Regions from separate parts of the Mus musculus genome. Here regions 1, 2 and 3 are each linked to region 4. The links are chromatin contacts, called in public Hi-C and HiChIP or PLAC-seq maps. All regions are on one chromosome and are shown on one strand. Each heading gives the region's core, a stretch centred on a gene start, on an enhancer-like site or on the middle of the called end of the contact. The rest is flanking DNA. Distances are from core to core; before and after follow the strand shown. Region 1 has its middle 61 kb from the start of Gm29835. Region 2 has its middle 43 kb from the start of 4930549C15Rik. Region 3 has its middle 150 kb from the start of Gm29835. Region 4 has its middle 89 kb from the start of Gm29835.

Evidence for each region. HiChIP or PLAC-seq counts read pairs in DNA pulled down with a chosen protein or histone mark. A called contact is a pair of places that touch in the nucleus more often than the background predicts.
Region 1: a BATF HiChIP or PLAC-seq map of CD8 T cells shows a contact between it and region 4, with 9 read pairs. The contact joins two enhancer-like sites. A contact is called at or near these places in 1 of 15 datasets of contacts at CTCF or cohesin (CD8 T cells), 3 of 484 Hi-C or Micro-C datasets (Th1 cells, nephron progenitors and pre-B cells), 3 of 115 datasets of contacts at active chromatin or transcription factors (CD8 T cells, effector CD8 T cells and memory CD8 T cells) and 1 of 9 other capture datasets (embryonic stem cells).
Region 2: a contact with region 4 is called in a Hi-C map of regulatory T cells, with 2.7 times the contacts expected there. The contact joins two enhancer-like sites. A contact is called at or near these places in 1 of 39 promoter capture datasets (hippocampal neurons), 1 of 15 datasets of contacts at CTCF or cohesin (large pre-B cells), 36 of 484 Hi-C or Micro-C datasets (B cells, the HPC-7 cell line, the N1E-115 cell line and 21 more) and 5 of 115 datasets of contacts at active chromatin or transcription factors (bone marrow-derived dendritic cells, differentiating embryonic stem cells, embryonic forebrain and 2 more).
Region 3: a CTCF HiChIP or PLAC-seq map of CD8 T cells shows a contact between it and region 4, with 6 read pairs. The contact joins two enhancer-like sites. A contact is called at or near these places in 2 of 15 datasets of contacts at CTCF or cohesin (CD8 T cells and large pre-B cells), 1 of 484 Hi-C or Micro-C datasets (cerebellum) and 2 of 115 datasets of contacts at active chromatin or transcription factors (CD8 T cells and stem cell-derived neural progenitor cells).

Annotation. Positions count from the first base shown.
Region 1 is chr12:25,916,701-25,919,684 of GRCm38.p6, reverse strand. No RefSeq gene overlaps it. Among named protein-coding and RNA genes, the nearest start is that of Gm29835, 61 kb to the left of the region's middle. Within about 2 kb of position 1,449, at least 26 of the 459 cell types and tissues checked have an H3K27ac peak or open chromatin away from gene starts, as enhancers often do. A contact at or near this core is called in CD8 T cells, Th1 cells, effector CD8 T cells and 1 more, where this site is marked.
Region 2 is chr12:26,301,582-26,304,898 of GRCm38.p6, reverse strand. No RefSeq gene overlaps it. Among named protein-coding and RNA genes, the nearest start is that of 4930549C15Rik, 43 kb to the left of the region's middle. Within about 2 kb of position 1,903, at least 14 of the 459 cell types and tissues checked have an H3K27ac peak or open chromatin away from gene starts, as enhancers often do. A contact at or near this core is called in regulatory T cells, where this site is marked.
Region 3 is chr12:25,828,637-25,831,882 of GRCm38.p6, reverse strand. No RefSeq gene overlaps it. Among named protein-coding and RNA genes, the nearest start is that of Gm29835, 150 kb to the left of the region's middle. Within about 2 kb of position 1,467, at least 5 of the 459 cell types and tissues checked have an H3K27ac peak or open chromatin away from gene starts, as enhancers often do. A contact at or near this core is called in CD8 T cells and cerebellum, where this site is marked.
Region 4 is chr12:26,067,084-26,069,962 of GRCm38.p6, reverse strand. No RefSeq gene overlaps it. Among named protein-coding and RNA genes, the nearest start is that of Gm29835, 89 kb to the right of the region's middle. Within about 2 kb of position 1,427, at least 104 of the 459 cell types and tissues checked have an H3K27ac peak or open chromatin away from gene starts, as enhancers often do. A contact at or near this core is called in CD8 T cells, Th1 cells, cerebellum and 3 more, where this site is marked.

The DNA of each region.
Region 1 (2,984 bases), core at 200-2,699, 150 kb after region 4:
ACATAAAAAGTTCACCTATTCTATATAGAAATGACAACTGGTCCAGCCCCTTTTCCTGTGGCAATATAAAATGCAACCCTTCTCCAAAATGAGTAAGAGGAAGTATATTCTGAGAGAAATATGAGTGGCTACAACCCAGGATATTCCAAATAAAATATTCTACCACAGAGGCAGTTACATGCAAATTTTATATTCACAGATCAAAAGAAAGTCATAAATCAAGGTGATTACCAAATACATTGGTGTAAAATACCAGGTAGGTATGGCACACCAAAACAGGGAAGTCTCTGATATGGACCTCAAATGTTTTCTGATAATGTTCTTAGCTGTGGTCTTAGTAGAGGCCATTAGTCTGCTAAGTTAATATATTTCAAAGGTTTACTTGATAATCAAAAGGATGTTAGGCCGTATACAAGGGCTGCCCATAAATAGCTATTAAGGGAACTAAGGATAAGCCAAGGCTGGCTCTCAGTCAGCAGCATCCTGTGTTCTAGAGAAAGGAAGCCCTAACAATCAACCAGTCATCTCCAGGATCTTGCTCTTGGGTGTGGCTGAATCAGGGAACTTCACTGCACACCCCAAGTTAACAAATGATGGTGACACTGGCTTCCTCCAAAGTCAACCCCATTTTGTCACCTAATCATCAGCATTAACCGCTGCAGGAAGCTGCTCTTTGTATGAGTTGTAAGACTTCTGAATTGGGATCTTCCTTACTTGCTTATTGCTGTGGTAAGATCTCACGACCAAGGCAAAGGTAAGAAGAGAATGTGTCAGAGATTGAAGGAGCTCACTTCCCCAGGAGTCCTTCCTGCTTTCACTGTTGAGAGTGAACCAAGAGCAACAGGTGTCAGGAGCCCAAAGCTGTGGCCACTTAAAGCCCTTTGTCTCCATCTTGACTTCTGCCCTGAGTGGGCACAGAAGAGTAGAGGGAGAGAGAATAACGAAGAGCTTCCTGGGAAGAGGATGTGCCCTCCACAGTGACTCTGCTCTCATCTCCACTGCACAGAAACCAGCAGGATTGCCTTTCAGCTGAGACCCCCACATCCTGTGAAGGGTTCAGCAAACCTCAGATCCAGTTTCACTTTACATAGCTTGAACTACAGACAGAAAGTTCTAGAAACGGTTTGTAGTTTTAAAACAACTTTTATTGTAGTATATCATGATAAACATTCTAATTCGTTAGTGGCTATCATTGATCTTTCTCTTCGAGAGCCTAATTAGTTCATCATTTGTAAAAAACAAAACCAAACAAAACCAAACAAAACCAAACAAAAACAAAAACAAAACATTTAGTCAGTACAGAGCTCCATCTTGATTTGTTTTTAGAAGTGGTCACTAGCTATTTCTTTTACTTTGGTGTTTGTTTGAATGAGGAAGGGTTTCAGAGACAGTTAGGGGGTTCTGCTCCATGTAGCTCAGTCATGAAACCCCAGGCAGTGAGGAAATGTAGCCCCTGCTGATACCAGGAGTGCAGCCCCACAGTTACACACATGCATTTCCTTATGCTTATTCACACTCAGTTGTTCCTCTCTTCTTCATTCGTACCAGGAACTTCCTGAGAGGAAGAAAGCCCCATCTGACTCTAGAGGTGAGGGCAGCACTGATACACTTGCCCTTAATGAATGAGTCAAGGAGAAAGCTGGGCCTGGACACACAGCCTTGTGATTCCAACTACTGGAAGGAATACCCAATTACTGAGGGTAAAAGTTCAAAGCCTGCATGAGATTGTAGAGATCAAGGACTTTAGTGAGAGATGTCTCAAAATAAAAGCGGGTAAACTATTGGCTACTGACAGTCTTCAGATGTATGCTCACTGTTGAGCCCACCGGCTCCAATGAATAACTTCAAACCTGTGGTCACAGGCAGCCAAAACCCAGAAGACATGAATGTGGGAAAGGAATTTTTCAGAGCGACATAGGGGAGAGTTGGGGGTAAGGCTCATCAGAATGCATTATATCCATGCATCAAATTGTCAAAGGACCATTTTAATTAAAAGAGTAACTATTTCTGATGTCTGATCCTGAAAGACTTGAAAGGAATTGTGTGATTTGTCATGACTCTTAGCAGCACATGCTGAGCTGAGCTGAGCTGTTAGCTGGGTGGTCACGGCAGATTTGGCATACATCCCTGTGCTCCTGGCTGCAAAGGTGACCCAGAAACCTTTCTGTTCTGCAGCTCCAGTCCTGCAAGTGACAGTCCTGTAGCACTGTTGACAAAGTCCCATCACCCAGGTTTTACACTTAACAAGGATTTCAACCCTCCCACCCCCAGCTAAGACAGGAAAGGAATCGTGTAGTCTACTTTTGAAGAAGTTATCTCCAAAGCAAAAGCTACACAGACTCTTCCACACAGTAAATCCAAAAATGACTCCCCACCATATGAAATGGACATTCAGTGGTGACCCTTTGAGAGGACAGAGTCCAAATTGTCTTTGAAAATAAGTAAAACAGTCATCAAACCAGCCATTATGCTGAAAGCTGAAAATCTGGACAGCTCATCTTATGGCAAGCACTGTCCCATTTCAGTTCCAACCCAGAGATTCTGAGCACTGCCTGGGTGAGTAAACAGCTCATTCATTTCCCCGCCACACCCCTAATATCATCAGCGTTCCATTATCATCTGAATGATGGCTGGTGGTAAGGTCGTAGCTATGGCATGAAAGATTCGTTCACGATACGTATGTTTTTGTATTAGGGAGATATTTAACAAGAGAGAAAGGAAACTCATCTCAGACTCCCTGGCACTCCGGTAGAAGCCCACTGCTGTGTAATACATTATGTATTCTGGAACTACTGTTGCTGCTTCAGCAGTGTGCTGGCCACCGCACACCCTCTTATGGAAGCCAGATGCAACATAGGGATCAAATGGGCCTGCTCTGGAAGGGAGACAGCACTAACTGGGAAGTAGAAATGGCAGCAGTGCTGTGAAGGCCATTTCTCCTCCATGGTTATGGAAGATGAGCCTACACACTATGCCCTTCCAAT
Region 2 (3,317 bases), core at 654-3,153, 230 kb before region 4:
GGGCTCCGTACATTGGTTACGTGTCTTTGCTGTGACAAAGGCTATGGAGGAGAGGACTTACTTTGCTTCACAGTTCAAGAGTACCATCCATGATGGTGAGGGACTCAGGGTCATAAGACCATGAGGCACTTGTCCTACTGCATCTGAAGTCAGAAAGAAGTGAGTGTTAGTGCACAGTGCCTCCACCACCATCACTCCCCACCCAGTGAACACAGTCTAGAAAGGCTCCCAGCCTTGCCTAGAGACTCCTCAAATTCTGTCTAGTTGGCATTCAAGATTAACCATCGACTTATGATACTGCCCGTCACAGAGCTTTGTCTGAAGAGGGAAGCAGAAGTCAGTTCTTGGAATAAGGAATGACAGGTGCATGGCAGCTTTGGTATGGCATGGACATGGACACTCAGCCCTTGGAGGTCTAGAAAGATGTCCAGGGGATGCCATGCATGAGCTAGGTCTTGCAGATGGATAGGCGTTAACCGAGGAAATGAGTGTTGAAGAAGAGGCCCAGTCTGACAAACACAGGCAAGTGGCTTGATCTTATGTGTATGCTGGCAATAAAGTTACTCCAGTGTGACCTTAGGGTGGCACAGAAACTTGGCTTTCTTTGTCAAGATTCTGAGGGGATGTGGAGCTTCCTGGGTGCTGTAAGAAAGGACCACACCATGTAGGTAGAACAGCCTATAGTCATTGTCTCACAGATTGGTAGCCAGGAAGGCCCAGATGAAAGTGTCTTCAGGGTTGGAACCTTCTGAGGACTGTGTTGAAGAATCACTCATGTATCTTTGTTTCCTCTTGGTAGTAGTATCTAACAGCCCTTGACCTTCTCCAGCTGGTATGTGTGTATGTGTGTACATATATGTACACGTACACATAAACACAGACACACACACACACACACACACACACACATATATATATATATATATATATATATATATATATATATATATATATATATATATATGTAATCCTATTCTGTCTCCAACAGCATGTGGTATTCTCCCCCATGTGCCTGTGATTGACAGTTATGGCCACACGGAGAAACTCACCTTGATCATCAGAAAGACCATTCTGCTGACAAGGTCACACATTCATGAGTTCCTGGTGTTCAGTTTTTGGGAAGTTATAATTCTGCCTTTCCCTGGCAGCATGGTGCAGAGAACACTGCCCCAGCAAATGTATCAGGAGCTCACTGAATCAACTAGGCTGATGGAGACATGAGCTTCTGGCATCCACCTATCTCTTTCCCATAACACCAGGCTATCTACACATGCTGCTATATTTGGCCTTTAAGTGGGTGCTGGAGATCTGAACTCGGTTTATCATGCTTGTACAGTGGGCACGTTATGGACTGAACCATATACCACAAGTCCTCATGCACAGATTCTTAACTGCAGATTCTTTACAGTCAGTGAGGAACTCCCAGTTAGGCAGGTAGACTCCCTTCCGTGAGACTCTGAGGATTTGGCTTGCAGAGTCCACCCAGCGTACATATCCTCAATCATAATTCATTTGGGATCCACAAAAGGACAAAAGCCCAATTGTGCTCAGACATTTGAGGAGAACCTTTCAGGAATGAGAAAATGAGGCTGCCCAGAGTGGAATGTGCTCCTCTGCAGAGCTCCTAAGGCATTGTGAGTGCACAATGGATGGTAAATAATCACGGAATGTTTTTATTAACGACAAAGGGGTAATCAGCACCATAATGAAGCTTGCAGATGAGACTAAACTGGGATTTATAACAAATACCAATTAGGAGACAGAGACAATGGAAAGAGACCCCCCACCCCAGAGGGAAAGTTACAACAAAGCAAGTTTCCGTTTTTGCAAAATAACCACAAATGCACCTGCGGAGGATGCACACTGTGGGGAAAGCCCAGAGTGTTTAAAGGGAGACAGTCCCCAGACACAGCATTTTTATGACAGGCACGAATGAACAGTACAATTGATGATGCCAAACATGAGATGGCAGGCACTGTGTTCTTCAATGAAGATGCAGTACACTGAAGCCCCTCATCTGGCTACACTTCAGGACCTACCCAAGATGCTAACTACCCAGGACCTCTTCCGTTTCATATGGACGCACCTCAGGCCTCCAAGCCCATCTTGCTGACTCCTCACCTCTGTTCTGATGATCTTCTCCATGCTCTCTCTGATGCGTCGTCAGCCCAAAGTCCTTGAAGTCCTCTATGCACTTGAGTGGCTGAATCATGTTCCAAATAGGCCCACTTACCTGCTTGCTGTTCAGTATAACCTGCAGTCCACCGGGGAAAGAATCATGAAGTGACCCTTGAGTGGGGGAAGGCCACATTTCAGGCCACACTAATAGGTTGTCTGACGTCTGTACTATTGTCCCCCAAATACACAATTGCTTTCTACCTTCTGTCCATTGAAATTCCACTCGGGGCCTGACCAAGCCTTGCAGAGCCCTCCCAGTCCCCTTTGTTCATATCATCCTCATGCATGCAAGAAATCTGTCCAAATTTACAAAACATTGTAAAAACTTACAAAAATAGGGTTCATGTTTTAGGTTTGGTTATGACAAAGAGGGGTGCTGGACTGGGCAGGTTAATGGTGCTGGGTGTTTACATCTAAGACTTTTTATATCTGAGTAGACCAAGAAGCACAACCAGCTATAACTCGTTCTCGGTGTCCCACCTTCTCCAGCCAAGTTTCGCCTCCTAATGATTCCAGGAAGCACCAGCACCTGGGACCACCTGCTCAAGCACACAAGCCCAAGGGCGTTCGTGTCACATTTAAACTAGAGAGGATAATGAGTGCTAAGGCATCAGGGTAAAGGGCGAGGACACCAGCTTTGCATCTGTGAGGAGGAAGGCACTCCCATCTGTCCTATGGAAACTGAAGAGAAGACCTTACACTTCCCGATACTGTGGAGAACTCAAATTCTGCCTGCTACCCATCCATTGAGTACCTGGCTACCAGCACTTCCACAGTCACATGGGATGGATGGATGGATGGATGGATGGATGGATGGATGGATGGATGGAATTTGAAGATGACAACATCTTCTCATAGAATTCTGCCAAGGGGTCCGTGGGTGGAGTCAATCTCTTCAGAGATCATATGCAACACAGAGAGTGCTCCCTGGAGGAGCAACTTGGAAGGAGGTAAATGATGGAGGAGATGAGAGGCTGGAGCAGGTTTGCCATGAGTTTGAGGCCAGCCTGGGCTGTGTGGCGAGTCCTCAGAGAACAGAAAGAAATCACAAGATGGAAGTCAGGAGGGAAGGAAGGAAGGAAGGAAGGGAGGGAGGGAGGGAGGGAGGGAGGGAGGGAGGGAGGGAGGGAGGGAGGAAG
Region 3 (3,246 bases), core at 218-2,717, 240 kb after region 4:
TCAGTTATTCAACAGAATGAGACTAGACCACTTTAACAATGGATACAGCATAATAGGATGCTAGGACTAAATGCCTGAGGTCAAATTGAAGAAGGGTTAGCAGCTGAAGTGAAAGAACACCTGTAGACAATCACATCTGTAACTCCCTATAATGCAAACTACTTAAATTCAGGCAGATATCTGTGTGTTGAGTATGCAACTGCATGTTGTGACTATCCAGTATATAAGTGTGAGGGAACAGAAGAGTAGGTGTTCATTATGTAAGTAAGCTAGCCTCCTGCTAGGATTCTCAACTTGATTGCTAACTTGGGAGGATTTAGAAACCAGCTTTTGGGTGTGTCTTTAAGAGAGCTTCTAGATTAGGTTAACTGAAGCGCAAAGATTATAGAGAGTACTATTCCATGGGTGGGGTTCCAAATTCAGTAAAAAGAAAAGAGGGAACAGATTCCCCACATTCCTCTTTCTCTGCTTCGTGACTGCAGATCCATTGTGGTCAGCAACCTCTATGCCTTCCTTCCATAATGAACCACCGAAAGAATCCTTCCCTTCCTCAAGTAGCTCTTGTCAAGGTACATTATCCCAGCTGTGAGGAGTAATAATCCTAACTCACGAGACTTTTGTCTGAGAAACCCATAAATTCTTCCTATGTCAACATAAAACCATGCCCACACCATACTCCAACCAAAAAGTCGACTGCAGGCCAAGTCCTGAAGGCAGTCAGAGACTTCTGACTTTGCACTACCAAGTTACCTGAGAATGCACTACCCCCTTTTCTGTGACAGGGGGTTACATATTAGTGGTAATATGTAATCACAATAATAATAAAAATATAATGACTTTTTCAGGTAAATGAAATGACCTGCTAGCTGTTTCCCCTGTGTAGTATTGTGTCAAACATATACCACTGGGTGCTTTGGAGAAGGCTATTTTATGAATGGGCATAAAACTCAGGTCTGTGATGCAAAATTACTCCAACTGACTTGGTAAGTGGCTACCATTTTATGTGTGGAAATATTTGTGTGTTTGTGTGTTGGTAACTGAGCTCTCAGCTCTAGAAAGGCTAGCGCTGCTGAACAATTCACAACAACTCATCACAACTTAGGAAGAAACTTGAGAGTCAGTCACAACACCCACATTCCAGGCGAGGGAGGACCCACTAATCCAGAACAGACAAGAAACCCCAATTAAACACCAAATCATGCCAGCACTCTCTCTTTTTCTTAAAGAAAGAGACTTTTCAGCCTTTCCATGATTTGCTTATTCTCAGAAACAAAGGGGAAGGAATTGCAGAGCTTGGAGCAGCACACAAAGGGCCCCAATCTCCCACCTTCTATTCAATAAAGTGAAGTGGAGAAAGGAAACTACTATTCAACCAATAAGCAGGTATTGTTTTCTTAAGTGAGTGTGCAGAGAACCCCGGAGATGGCGCCTTGTGGTTTCCTCAGCTGGAACCCTGCCTCTTCGCCACCTCATCTGAGACTTGTCCAAATGCATCTGCTGGCCCGACCCTCTCCACCTGCCCCCACGATCTCCACAGCTGTCACTCTCCAAATTCACAGAGATGAACTCAGTGTCTGAAAGTTGGAAGAATGCTGACTGCCACAGGGATGACAGGGAGATGACAGGCTTCTGGGGTTGCTGTTTTCTATGTTGCTGTTCCAGGGCACGGCAGCTCACTTGGTGGACATAACAGGCAATCTGGCCTCCATGCAGACATCCAGATGGTTGTTAGGAGAGGAGAGGGGCTGGCCATCAGGAAACCCAATCCAGCTCTTTCATTATGGGAGACTTTCTCCCCATTGCCCGCAGACTACACGGCCTCATGAAAGACAGCAATGTTTCAAACTCCTAACATCCATATTACTGCTCATTTTTAAAATATGTGTTATGAAAGAGAATGAAATACAGCTTGGGCGAGCAGCCTGGCTGAAGCAAAGGATGGAGGAATCTTGAAACACAGAGATATTAATGAAGACCCTGGCCCTGCCCCAGCACATGTGTGAATTCTGATTATTCAGTTCTGTCCCTGCATTGGAGTCACCTCTAACCAGAAAAGGTCTCAGGTCCCTTCCAACAACGACAGGAAAGGATAAATATCAATCATGTTCCTTCAGTGCCATTCACGGGACTTTGAATGCATAGCTACTAAATGTCAGAAGCTAGGAAAGGGTTCATGTCCCCAGGGAGCTTAAAATGAAGCTTTATTATTATTGATGTCACTGTTGTTGTCTGACTCTTAATGCTTTAAGCTTAGATTTCTACAGGAATAAATAAGGGAAATTGAAACACATTCTCTAAAATACTAATTAATTGGAGGACTCGATCAGCCTCTATAAAAAGTCCTAAAAAGCACAAAGAAGCAAAACAAGCTCAAAGTTCTAAACCTAACCCAGCTAGGCAGACAAGGGTGCCATCTGAAATATGCCATTTGGGATCAGCCTGGGAAGTTTTGAAAACTGAGAGATGAAATCTTTGAGAACCCTTTCCTTTAGGAATAAAACTTGGATTTTATCCAAGGCAATAGCATAGGGAACGGAGAAGGAGAATTCCAAAGCACAAACACCAATGAGCTTTTGAGAGTCAAACATGGAGAAGAGCAAAAATGAAAATCCAAAGATGCAGGGAGTGAGACAAAGAAAAAAAAAAAAACTAATCTCCTACTGATGCGAAGACACCCGTGTTTCATCCAGCAGCCTTGGCCTTATGGGGCCTGGGAATCTGAAGAAAAAAAAAATGATGTTACCTTAACATACCCAGAGAGGAAGCAGATGCCTTTACTCTACCTGCCAGAAGTATGCAGGAGGACTTCCCACTTCCCAAGGCCCTGGAGAAAAGCAGTGTGGTGCAGAGAGGAACATCTGAATGGAAGGCAAGCTGTAGCTTCAGAGGAAGGGGTGGCCTGGGAAGTGGGCTCTCATTTGATCATTTGACTCAGCGATCTAAAGAAGATGGTCCAGAGAAATATGGGCAAGTCAATTTCTCCGTTGTATTTTCCAGGCATGTGTTTAAGAGAGTTGCCCTGGGCACGTGCACTCTGCCTGTGCGAAAACCCCTTTGTCTGGATGACTCTGCTCCCAGAGTTTGCATGGTCAGTCTCTAACTCTCAATGCTTGAGGCTCTGAGTGGTCATAAAGATAGGACCTTTAAGAAGACAAAGGATAGGGTATGGTTCTATTGGGAAAGAGATTCCTTTGCAAGCATGAAAATCAGAGCTCAGTTCTCAGCACTTATTGGTAAAATTGAAAC
Region 4 (2,879 bases), core at 178-2,677:
TTTCTGCCTTCAAGCTCCGTTCTCCAATACGAACTTATCCATTCTGTTTGGATTTCATTGATAAAATGAGGAACATTCCCAAGAGAAATGCAGGTGTGGCTCCTCTCCAGTGTTCAGACGTTGTAAAGACCTCAAGAACATTTCAAGAGAGGGGAGGCCTGCTTTGCAGGCCCGCTATGATGGACATGTGGTCTTTGGCTCCTCTGGGATAGGTAACAGCTCTCTGCATCTCTCTTCTCTTGAACTCCAACATTTCAGGATGAGATTTAAGTAAAGCCTGGAAGTGGCAGGTAGCAACTCCAGAGAAGGGTGGAGACAGGCTAACCAGAACCCTCTGGAGACTGCTGAGGGTAGACAGGACCTCCGTGAGTTCCACTTAGGTCATGTTGTGGACCGTGATGACTTTGTGAACAGGGACTAGTATATAGTTATGCATTTTTTTATAAGAAGAAGCCTGATAACACACGCGCGCGCGCACACACACACACACACACAGAGAGAGAGAGAGAGAGAGAGAGAGAGACAGAGAGAGACAGAGAGACAGAGACAGAGACAGAGAGGGAGAAACAAAACCCTCAAATGCAAAGAGGCCTGCTTTAGTGTGTGTGTGTGTGTGTGTGTGTGTGTGTGTGTAGGAACAGAAGCAAGACTAAGCCACCAAGCAGGCTGCAAAGTGCAGACAAGCCAATCAAAAGTGTGACAATAAGAGAACCTGCCTTTGATGGGGACACATCTCGGGTTCCTCTACTGCCCAAGAGAGATATCCTGCTTGGCCCAAAGCCTGCTCAGGTACTCTTAGGATTCAGAAACTTGGAGTAGAGTGTGTAAGCATAGCTGCATGGGTCTTCATCAGCCTGCTGTGCTGGACCTGGGAATTCTAGCAGGTTTGACAGCTTTACCCTTTCCTAGTGGATTACATAAAGAAGTTTTTGCCACAGTCAATACGGAGTTTTAAAATGTTAAGGACTGTAAATGGAAGCAAAACCAATCGATGCTCTGTGCTGGTCCTGTGATAAGCAAGGGATCTGGACCCCAAGCTTGTTTTGAAGACTGCCCAGAGAGCAAGGGAAGCCAAGGAGAGAAGGAAGTGGTACCCAGAGACAGGAAGGGAGGCTGCACTATAGGTTCACGCCCCGAGTGATGCTTTGGGTCCCAGCTTTACAGTGCAATGTAAAGGGTATGAAGCCAGAGCAGGTGTTCTACAGAGGAACCACCCTGTCGGTAGGAGGGGAGCAGCCAAGAGGGATCCAGGAAATGCCATCTGTCCTTCAGAAGCCCTGTCACCACTGGGGCTGGGGCGATCTGAGTAGCTTCCAGCCCCGGCTGGCTCTTGCCATCCTGAGCCTCTGGCGGCTCTGCCCTCTCCGGAACTGTCTTACTCTTCTGACTCTGAAGGCCTTATTGATTGCTCAAAGTGAACTCTCAGCCCACGGCTTCCTCCACCCCTGGGCAGCTTGCATTTCCTCTGACGTGGTCTGTGTCTTCTCCCTTCCCCCAGCACCCTGAGCTTTTTACATTTCAAATATTTGACAGCTGGGTGAACTTCTGCTTCCGCCCAAAGAAGGACTCTTTGCAGTTCACAATGGCCGGCCAGTGGCGCAGGGGCAACTGTCGCTCCAGCTGTGAGAGAGGCTTTTGCAAATGCTCCGGAGAAGCTGCTGTCCAGCTGCGCGCCTCGCCCTCTGGCAGCGGGCTGCATTTTAATCAACCGGCTCTCACTCTCTGGGAGAAGGACTCATTTGTGGGGCTGGAGCAGATGGCCCCCGCCCCCAGCGCCCCAAGATCCTCAGGCCTTCCGCTCCGGCAGGTGAGGCCTGGTGATGTCAACGCAGGTGTGGATTGGAGGTCCCAGCTCCAATCCAGACCCCCAGAGCCTATGTTAGCGCTGCCTGTATTAGGCATACAGATCCCTAGAGTGCACTGTAAGGAACACACAGCCCTGGGTCCACAATACTGGAAGCTGGAATCCTGTAGATAATGAGAAGAAGATGCCAGATTTGATGAGAGGTGTACTGGGCAGGTGCCGACATTCTGCCCACCATCAGACGATTTGAACTAACTCAGCTTCTTGAACACCTCAGTGTATCCCCAGAGAGATCTGTGAACCTCCATCCCTATGTGTGGAAAACTCTGTGAATATCATGAGTGTCCCTGCCTGTATATATCTTATCCATCTTGTCAGAGCTGGTCTGGGCTGTCCAGCCTTGCAGCCCAGTTGTCTTCTCTGAATAGCTATGACATTTCTCTATGGTGCTTTGCCTGCCTTAAAGAAGTGTTCAGTAAATGCCAGGTGCCTTAATTTCATTAACTCCCCTCAATACCAGATGGGTCTAATCCCTGTTTTCATCCAAGGAGGCAGACACGAGGATTTCCCACTGTGGATGGTGCTGATAAAGCCAGGTTTGATGCCAGGTAGTCTGCCCCTCGCCCCTTCACACCCTCTGTTGTGCAAACTTGTTTGAGATGTGCCCCAGCCCTGCTTGTCTGATGAGAATTGTTGTGGGGACTAGACCTTGGCATTCTTCATCTCAGAGGCACCTAAATAGTATACCTGTGCAGCCGTGCAATATAAAAGGGAGCTACTGCCAGTTCTGCCAGCACCATTTGTTGAAAATGCTGTCTATTTTCCACTGGATGGTTTTAGCTCCCTTGTCAAAGATCAAGTGACCATAGGTGTGTGGGTTCATTTCTGGGTCTTCAATTCTATTCCATTGGTCTAAGATCAAAAATTCAGGTGACAGTAGATGCTGGCGAGGATGTGGAGAAAGAGGAACACTCCTCCTTTGTTGGTGGGATTGCAAGCTTGTACAACGACTCTGGAAATCAGTCTGGCACTTCCTCAGAAAATTGGACATAGTACTACCGGAGGATCCAGCAAT